Linked DNA regions of Zea mays: regions 2 and 3 are each linked to region 1. Evidence: chromatin contacts called from public Hi-C data. All regions are on one chromosome and are shown on one strand. Each heading gives the region's core, a stretch centred on a gene start, on an enhancer-like site or on the middle of the called end of the contact. The rest is flanking DNA. Distances are from core to core; before and after follow the strand shown.

The links. A called contact is a pair of places that touch in the nucleus more often than the background predicts.
Region 2: a contact with region 1 is called in a Hi-C map of leaf, with 4 times the contacts expected there. The contact joins the promoter of LOC100216998 here to the promoter of LOC100283926 in region 1. A contact is called at or near these places in 6 of 25 Hi-C or Micro-C datasets (ear, endosperm, leaf and 3 more).
Region 3: a Hi-C map of bundle sheath shows a contact between it and region 1, with 1.8 times the contacts expected there. The contact joins the promoter of LOC103646229 here to the promoter of LOC100283926 in region 1. A contact is called at or near these places in 4 of 25 Hi-C or Micro-C datasets (bundle sheath, ear, endosperm and 1 more).

Annotation. Positions count from the first base shown.
Region 1 is chr2:30,612,780-30,615,725 of Zm-B73-REFERENCE-NAM-5.0, forward strand. LOC100283926 reads left to right here and starts at 1,358. Exons shown (of 3, transcript NM_001371964.1): 1 at 1,358-1,707. The coding sequence starts at 1,539.
Region 2 is chr2:30,466,929-30,469,945 of Zm-B73-REFERENCE-NAM-5.0, forward strand. It overlaps LOC100216998, which reads right to left and starts at 1,562. Exons shown (of 6, transcript XM_035965226.1): 1 at 1-1,562. The coding sequence starts at 1,453.
Region 3 is chr2:30,421,411-30,424,453 of Zm-B73-REFERENCE-NAM-5.0, forward strand. LOC103646229 (disease resistance protein RPS2) reads right to left here and starts at 1,485. Exons shown (of 3, transcript XM_008670958.4): 1 at 1,021-1,485; 2 at 33-705. The coding sequence starts at 662.

The DNA.
Region 1 (2,946 bases), core at 108-2,607:
CTTCAGATGCAATTCCAAACTCGCCCCCAAATCCATCGGGTTTCGGATCACCCGCGGATTTTTACTCAATGTACACTTTTAAACAATAATTCAACTATAAACAATTAGTACGACAATAACTAAGTTATATCTATGGAGTTTAAACCTTCTAATGTTGAGCAGCAACATAACATTTCATAAATCATTAGCTAATTTACTTATTCAAAATAATAACTATTTTTATCTTAATCTTTTTTTGTGCAAAATAAAGAATGAACCAAATTTCTGGTCGGATGCGGGTCACCCGCGGCGGGTTGAAATAGAAACTTGTACACACACCCGTGAAACCTCGGGTCGAGCGCGATTTGCATCCGCGGGTCAAAATCTTCACACAAACATACACCCGTCGTGTTTAGTTCCTGTCGGGTTTGCGAGTTAAATTGCCATCCCTATATCCTGGAGTGATATATCATTGCTAGTTCGTGACAGGATGTGGCTATATATATGACAAACCGAAGATCTCGATTCTTATCTAAATCTTAGAGTTGTAAAGTCGAATAATCACTGTCGGTTCAACAAATGAACTCATCGATTCTTATATGAACCCTGTAATGTCTGTTTCGCGTTACATTACTTGTGCCTGAACAGAAACCCCTTACACCTTCTTAATTAAGCCCTCGTATAGTGTCACAACACATACGAATTAAAACCCGCCCCGGACGCCATATCACGTTGCCGTCGCCGTCGTCGTCTCCAATCATACGTGAGCTAAACCTTAAAAGGAACCACTTCTTTTTCTCTCTCTCTCTCTCTTTATCTCCTTGTCCGCGGATCACGCACAAAGCCGCGAACTGACTCAAACGCCATGGTATCGTGTAGCGAAGAAGATAAAAAATAAAAAGCGAGGCGAAAAAGGGCTGCCGGTTTCATCGATCTCTCGCGTTCCACGTAGGATAGGAGCATACAGCTACTGTAGCAGGGAGAGCGGTTGGCCTCGAGGCTCTCGCCATCTCGGGCCCATGACTTCCCGGCGGGGATGGGATAACTTGCGAGGCGATCCGGATCCGGGGCGCGGGCGCGGGCGGAGCAGTTCTCGTGTCACAAGCATGAGGCACGGTGGCAACATGCCGTCGATCAGTGGCGTTGGAATCTTCCACCTCAGCCTGGCGCGCGTCCGACGTGACGGGCCCAAGGAGGAGGAGGAGGAGGAGATAGCGACGGAGCTAGCTCCCCCTCTTATTGCCTCTGCCTGGCAACGGGGAATGGCACACAGCGGTTTCTTTTGCCAGCCAGCCCCTGTGCCCGCCTCCTGGCTTCTTTCCTCCCCCCTATAAAAGGATCCGGGAGGAGACCCCAGCCACGCTCATGACTTTTAAGAGTGTCGACCCTTGGCTTGGGTCCAGCCTTCAGACTTCAGAGGCAGGCTGCAAGAGAGTTCATCGATCTAGCTAGCTAGCTAGCGTGTGTTTAGGGTACCTAGCTAGCTAGCTTCAACATATATATCTTAGTTGCACACACAGCTCAAAAGAAAGGAATCATCGATCGATCGGCAGGGAGGGATGGGGCTGAGGGAGATCGAGTCCACATTGCCGCCGGGGTTCAGGTTCTATCCCAGCGACGAGGAGCTGGTGTGCCACTACCTCTACAAGAAGGTGGCCAACGAGCGCGCCGCGCAGGGGACGCTGGTGGAGGTCGACCTGCACGCGCGAGAGCCATGGGAGCTTCCAGGTGACTCTTCCCCTCTCTCTAGATCTGCCATGCATGATTATGCACTCCTCGATCTCCCTCTGCAGTTATCATCTAGCTCGATCTTTACGTGTCTCACCTGCCGACTCTCTCTCCCCCTCTCATGGTTGTTGCTAGCTCCATACGAATCTCTATGCTTCCCATGGATATCCATGCGTCTTGACGAGATGTTCATATTCCTTGTGCGCACTATTAGTATTCGTGTTAATCACTAGTACTCGGCCGGCCTCGATCTTCACCAATTGTATAGACGACGGCTTTGAGAATATATATGACGTTGGCCTAGTGATCAGGGATTTTGCTTATGGAAAATGGAACCAGAGTAAGCTAGCGATGTGTGTGTGTGGCCATTGCTGATGAATATATATGCATATGCCTGTATGCATGGCTTAGCATGGTCTTTCCGATCCTTAAAGGTATCCAACATTATTGGTGCCCAGTGCCCATGGCTTAGCATAAAGGCTGCGTGCATCACATGGTGCAAAGAGATGCTCTAAACACGCATGCATGTTCCAATTCTCTAAACACAAACAACAAGCAATGAGACGTATTTATTTCGTGTTTATTACATATATGTGCTCGGTCGTTAATTAGATTCACGAAACTTGCGTGTGTCCGTTACACGTGTCCTATGTATATATACTGTCCTTCAACGTCGTTGCTCGATCATGTGTAGGTAGGAGTAGGACTCCTCGTCGTCCTCGATCGCACACACGACGTACAGAGGATCATTTTTCTAAAGAAAAAGTACTACTGCAAATAAACCACCAAACCATGTATACGACGGGGTATATAGTTTGATATACTTTTTGATGGACGGAGCCGTGTTTTTTTGTTTCAAAACGGATGGTGATTGGACTGGTCACCTGCTATAGCTAGAGCTGATGCTGCTGTCTGTGGTATCACGCGCGCGTACGTACGTACGTGTAGTTCATGTCGTCGAGCCCCCCTGTGTAAACTAATATAATGTTCCGTATGCATCATATCTGCAATAATGATCCTTAATCAATACATATTCCATCTGCACCGGGTGTAATCTCTTTCAAGCTGCTAGAACGAAATCAATTGATCTCGGTCCCAACGCAACGCAACGCATAGCGTCTTGCTTACTCGTCACCATCCTTGATGGCGGCCTTGGAGGATCCGGTCCACTTCCTAGCTAGCTACGTCACATGAGTAACAGCCACGATTCTTCCTAGCTCTCGGTTCCTTCGAAGCTTC
Region 2 (3,017 bases), core at 312-2,811, 150 kb before region 1:
AATACATATTTGACAATACTACATGAGACCCAATGCTCCTAGGTTCAAGCTCCATTATTTTCTTGGCTACTTCCTCAGCTAACATGGTATTTTTATGGACCCTGCAAGCCCTTAACAATGTGGACCAGACACTCGCAGTTGGTTTTATTTGCATCTTCGATATAAAATTATATGCTTCGTCTAACTCTCCTGCACGACCAAGGGTGTCAGCAAGCGCTGCAAAATGCTCTAGAGTAGGAACAATTCCATAATGATTTGACATACTCTTGAAATATTTCCAGCCCTTATCCACTAAGCCAGCATGACTACATGCAGTCAGAACCGCAAGAAAGGTGATATGGTTAGGCTTTGCATTTCCCAGTTCCATTCTCTCAAACAGCACAAGTGCCTCTCTTGCTGGACCATGCAATGCATACCCCATGATCATCGCAGTCCACGATACAACGTCTGGTGAACTCATCTTGTCAAATATGCAATGGGCAATGCTAATCTCCCCACATTTGCAGTACATGTCAATCAGGGAGCTAGATATAAACACGTTATCTTCAAACCCACCACAGATCACATAGGCGTGCAGCTGCTTCCCGAAGCGCAATGATGCCAAATTACCACAGACAGGTATGAGGCTCGAGAAAGTCACGGGCACAGGTCTAACACCAGCCTGCAGCATCCGACGGAATATTCCAAGGGCCTCCTCAACTGAACCATTTTGTGCACAACCTGCAAGCAGGGAGTTCCACAGAATATGGTCTCGTACCGGGAGGTTGTCAAACACTTTGACAGAATAATCCGTCCTTGTACAATTCGCATACATATCGATCAGGCTACTGCCAACGAACACATCGCTATCAAACCCATTCCTGAAGGCAAAACCATGCACCTCCAAGCCTCTCTTGACATCAGCACACTCCGCGAAGATTGGGAGCACAGTGGATAAGGTGAACGAGTCAGGCCTAAACCCTTCCCTGCACATCTTCCTGACAAACCCCAGTGCTTCATGGTGCCTCCCTTCCTCCGCGCAGCCCAGCACCAAAGTGTTCCAGGACACCACGTCCCTCTCGATCATTTCGTCGAACACCTTCCGCACGCTCTCAAATGCGGTTGATGATCCGGGTACATCCACTATGGCCACACCAGTGGAGTCGAGATACGAACACGGGACCTTGCAGTAGAGGTTGAGGAGGGCATTGGCGGTAAAACGGTCGGCGAATGCACCGGAGCGGATGGCCAGCGCATGGAGGGAGGCGCCGAGGGCGCTCAGGCCTAGGGCGGCACAGGACTTGAGCGCGGCCGGGAGTGAGGCCGGGACAGACGAGCGTGGCGCGGCGGAGGCGCGCATCCGGAGGAAGAGGGAGACAGCGTCGCAGAAGTGGCCCTCGGCAGCGGCCGCGCGGATCTGTTGTGCCCATGAGGACGGGGGCGGCGGTGGATAAGCGGCCTCGGAAACGGACATGACGGCGAGTCGGTAGATACTGTGGTTGTGGAGGTCAGGCGGTGGCTACATCTGACCGTGCGGGCAAAGTCAGGGTTCAGTTGGCCTATTGCCCCCAAAAAAAACTTGCGTGAGAGACACTGTCATGAAGACCAAAAAGGGTTCTTATTGCTAGATTATAGATCGCATAGCTAACAGGTAACACTAATTAGTTACCAATTATAGGAGCATAGCTGAGTTCCACAAACTGCTACTGCATACAGTCATGCTAGGTAATAATTTGCATAGGATTTCTATCACATGGCATCTTGTAAAATTGCCATTTCGCTGAATTCTCTCGAGCACAAACGCACCATACTGAAATGCAGTTTAATTAAATAAGCATGAACAGAACTTCAACAAGCAAATATTAGTTTAATGTTTTCTGAAAACTCACAGGGGTATGGAACAAACAATCTAACATTATAAATTAGTGCATATGAGCACCAACTGTTATATGAATGTAGATATGTGTAGCTAGTTTACCTTGATTTACAAATTCATTTGGGGAGCTGCTAGTTCCAGAAACACGCTGATCATTAGGCTGTGCTGCTGTGCTGATTGAGGACATACTGTGCCGGGATTGCAAGACACTATTCTACATTTCGTGAGGGCTCGAGCTCCAAAAGTCGTCTGATACGTTGCGCCTTTTTACTGAGCGTCCTTGAATTCTTAAACCTTTTGTAGGCTCATCAACAACTACTGTTGGAGTAGGCTGGGCACAACCAAAACAACCTCTGCTCTGTTGCAAGCCAGGATTGGCCAAGAAATGATTAGTACTACCGGGTAATTGACGCATAACAGCACAAATAAAAAAATGCTACATTTGAAACAAATAGTTAGAACATTCTGTTTTTCCTTCGTATGAGTTTGGGTTGTCTAGAGCTAACACCTAGTAACTTAAACCATTTTGGAACCTACAAAGTGCTAGCTATCCACTCATCGCAACGGATTTCATGAAGAGTCCGTTCGGTTATTCTTATTCCATGTGGACGATAGGGATTGAGAAACTCACTCAATCCATATGAATATCTGTATGGATTGAGACGATTATTCTCATTCCATGTGGATGATAAGGATTGAGAAGCCCACTCAACCCAATCACATCGGAGCAAGCGGGAAGCAGACAAGCCTAGCAATCAACTGACTTACCCAATGTAGGCGACGAAGCGGCGCACCCAGGAGGAGAGCGACCCGCAGCACAGCAGCATAGCATCTGGTTCCCCCGCGCCGCCGGCGACGGCGGCTAGGCTACGAAAGTCGAGCCCGCGCGCGATGTAACATCCCAATTTTGATCCCAAGGTTAGAAACCCTAAACTCCTAACCCCCCTTATTTATCTCCTAAGACCCCATCTCATGAAGCATTATATTCATCATATGCATTATGTTCACGCTGGATTGTAATCGCTCTCGCGTTAGCACCTTCAAACAAGACGAAGGTATCAATGTAATGTAAATTTTACTAATATTCATGTGTACATTATGAAATATATATGTGAATGAGCCAATGAATTACATTCATTATCTCTATGTATTCTTGTTCATT
Region 3 (3,043 bases), core at 235-2,734, 190 kb before region 1:
GCAGCTTTGGAGCTGAGGAAGCGAAATAGTACCTGGTAGTGGTGGTCTTTCATTTCGAGATCATTGTTGAAGGCGTGCAGGAGAGTCGTCTTGCCGATGCCTCCTTGACCCCACACACCAATTATGCTCGACTCGCCCTTCTCAAGCAAATCATGGACCCGAGCCAACATGGGCTCCAACCCAACGGTCTCAGTTTGGGGTAACTGACTGACGGCCCTCGGCGGTGGCTTGAACCCAAATGTCCTGAACCGCCTTCCTTCCTCGGTCAGTTTGTTCACCTCCTCCAGCGCGTCCACAACACGCTTGCCGATCGAGGCGCGGCGACGAGCGTGCACGGTGCACTGGCAGAGGCAAGAGAACCCCGACAGACTGCTGTAATCCTCGTCGATGGTGTCCAGGCGAAGCTCGTCGACGCGCTTGAGCCACGCCTGCACCTGAGGATCACAGACGTTCAGCTTGTCCTCCTCCGCCGTGACCCGCGCCCTGACTGTCGTCTCGACGGCGCGCAGGCTGTCCCGGGCCTTCTCGAGGTCGCCACAATTCGACTTGATGCGAAGGAACGCGGCCACCTCCCGGCCCACTGCCTCGAACACGCCTGTGCTTTCCAGACAACCGCACAGGGGTTCCAGGCACGAGCTGGTCGCGCTGATGGCTTCAGCCATCGGGGACGTACAGTGGTGAGCGTGCAGCAGGCGAACGAGGAATCTGCAAAAGGGAGTTGTTGTTTGAAGCTTATAAAGGAAGCATATGCGGAGGCTAGGCGCCACGCGGTGCATGGCAGGAATGGGGCAACACGGCAGACGGTTGCCCGGATGGGGATTGGATTGGAAGGATTCGGGCCTTGCCAAGAAAACGTCCGCGCGCACGTTGTTCGGTGGGCTTGCGGCTTGAAAAGTCATCGAATGGGAGCAAAATGCCAGGTTGGGACAATATCAACTGGCTGAGGCCGGACGCGGGAGAAAAGATCACTCTACGGCGAACCAGTTTCCTCGTCGTTTCTCGTGAAGATGAAGAGCCTACCAGAAGTGGAAGCAACGGTTGCCGTTGAGCCGCGCCGGGCTTCATTCAACAATGGCATGCGACTGTCTAAGGCAGGAGGCAGCACGGCGGAGATGATCTGGAAGAGGCAATCCGCCAAACACCTTGCGTGCGGCGCCACTCCTCCCGCGCGCGCGCACAGCTGCGTACGTGCCGAGAAGTTGCGCCCGCGGGTTTGTGGACGGCTGATGAATTGATGAGCTGGCACCCGAAGTAGATGCTGGGCAGGAAGAATCATTTCCGCCACATGGCAGATGCCAGCACCTCCGTTGACAACTTGACACTGACATGGAATGGAACCTCGTGATCAAGAGAGTCTAGCCTCTAGCCCTCTAGCGCTGGGCCGGGTAACTTGATTTTTTTTAGAAGCGAGACGACGTACGACGACGACCTGGACGAGTCGCCCGTGAGGTAAGCTAGTGGCTCCTTCGCGCCGCCGCGCGGACGCGGTGACGAGGCGCGGGGCCAGTTGGGTGTAAAGACATATACAACCTTATTTAATATAGAGATTCTCGAAAAGTTTTTAAAAGGCTAATTAAAAAAATACAAAATATAGCTTTTTCGCGAAGACAAAAACTTTTATATAATGTGTCTTTTATTTGTATTTATGATTTAGGGTCTCAGGATTATATTATATAGTCTCTTAGCTCTCTCGTATATTTAGAAAACTGAACTGATGTCTCAAGGTTATATATGCTCTAATATAACAGAACAATATTGTCTACGAATCTCGCGTTTCTTCCCTTGGCATATAATATACTTTAAGTGGCTATAATTTTTTCATCTTTTGTAAAGAAAAACAATTAGACGAGTCAATTAAACTTAACCTAAAAATCAATCAAATTATAAATTAGAACAGAGGAAGTAATAAAGTCTAAGGGTCTCTTTGGATTGAAGGACTTTAGAGAAAAAATGTTGAATTTCAGTTTTATAGGGAAAATCTTATTCATATCTTTGAAATGTAGGAATGAGCCAAAGGAAAAGTGAACGAAAATTTTCTATCTTGTCGATTTCGTATGGAGAACGTAGAAAAACAAAACATTGGCATGGACCTCTTTGCAAATTTTTATCGCGTAGGCAAATCATTACTTTAATGCTACTAATTTTTCCTATGATTCATCCAAAACATTATTTTTATGACTGATAACCTAATATATAATATTATATTAAAAATCTAATATAGGCATCGGGTGCTCGAACTCACACCCTTTCTCCAAAAATTTAGAGTTAACCACTAGACTACATGTACTTTAGTGTTTAGAAAATAAACAATAATTATATTTAAATAAATATTTTAATACTTACTTATATGATATATAACAACAATAAACCCCGGGCAGATGTAGTGAAAGAAGAATTATGCATTCCTATTATGCAAGTTCCTGTGTTTCATCCAAAGACTTGCTTTCTCAATTTTCCGTGCTCTCACCATCTTGCATTCTAGAGGGGGGCTAAACGTTTGTCTTTTTTTTCTAATGCCTCACTTTGAATGCAACAATTTCCTCTGGTACAGGTTCAACAAGATATCGTGGCCAACGTTTTGTGGACCACAGCGGCGACAGTTCGCGTTTGTTGTTGGAGCAACGCACAGCATTTGTAGCTGCAAAAAATCTACCTGCAACATAGGCTGACATATGTAGTGATGCAGATACACATCAGTGCATCTATATCTGTTCCAGTACCATCATATATTCATATTGTTCGTATCTTAAGAGGACTGCTGCCTGACTCACAGAAATATGCTCTCGCCAACTGGTGTACACGCATCGTACATGGAACTCTATTAAAGAAATTGACGATTGGGATCAAATGTAGACAGATCATTGGATTTTCTAATACTTTACGTTGAACATCAATCTCTTTACAGGACGTTTTTGGGCTCATCATATTTGACATTGAAGACCTTGTGGCGAAGAGATCGGTTACATTATACACTAACATACTTGTAAGACAACAGGTATTATCAGAACAAAGATTCTCCATCTTAAGTAAGTTGATTTTCTAT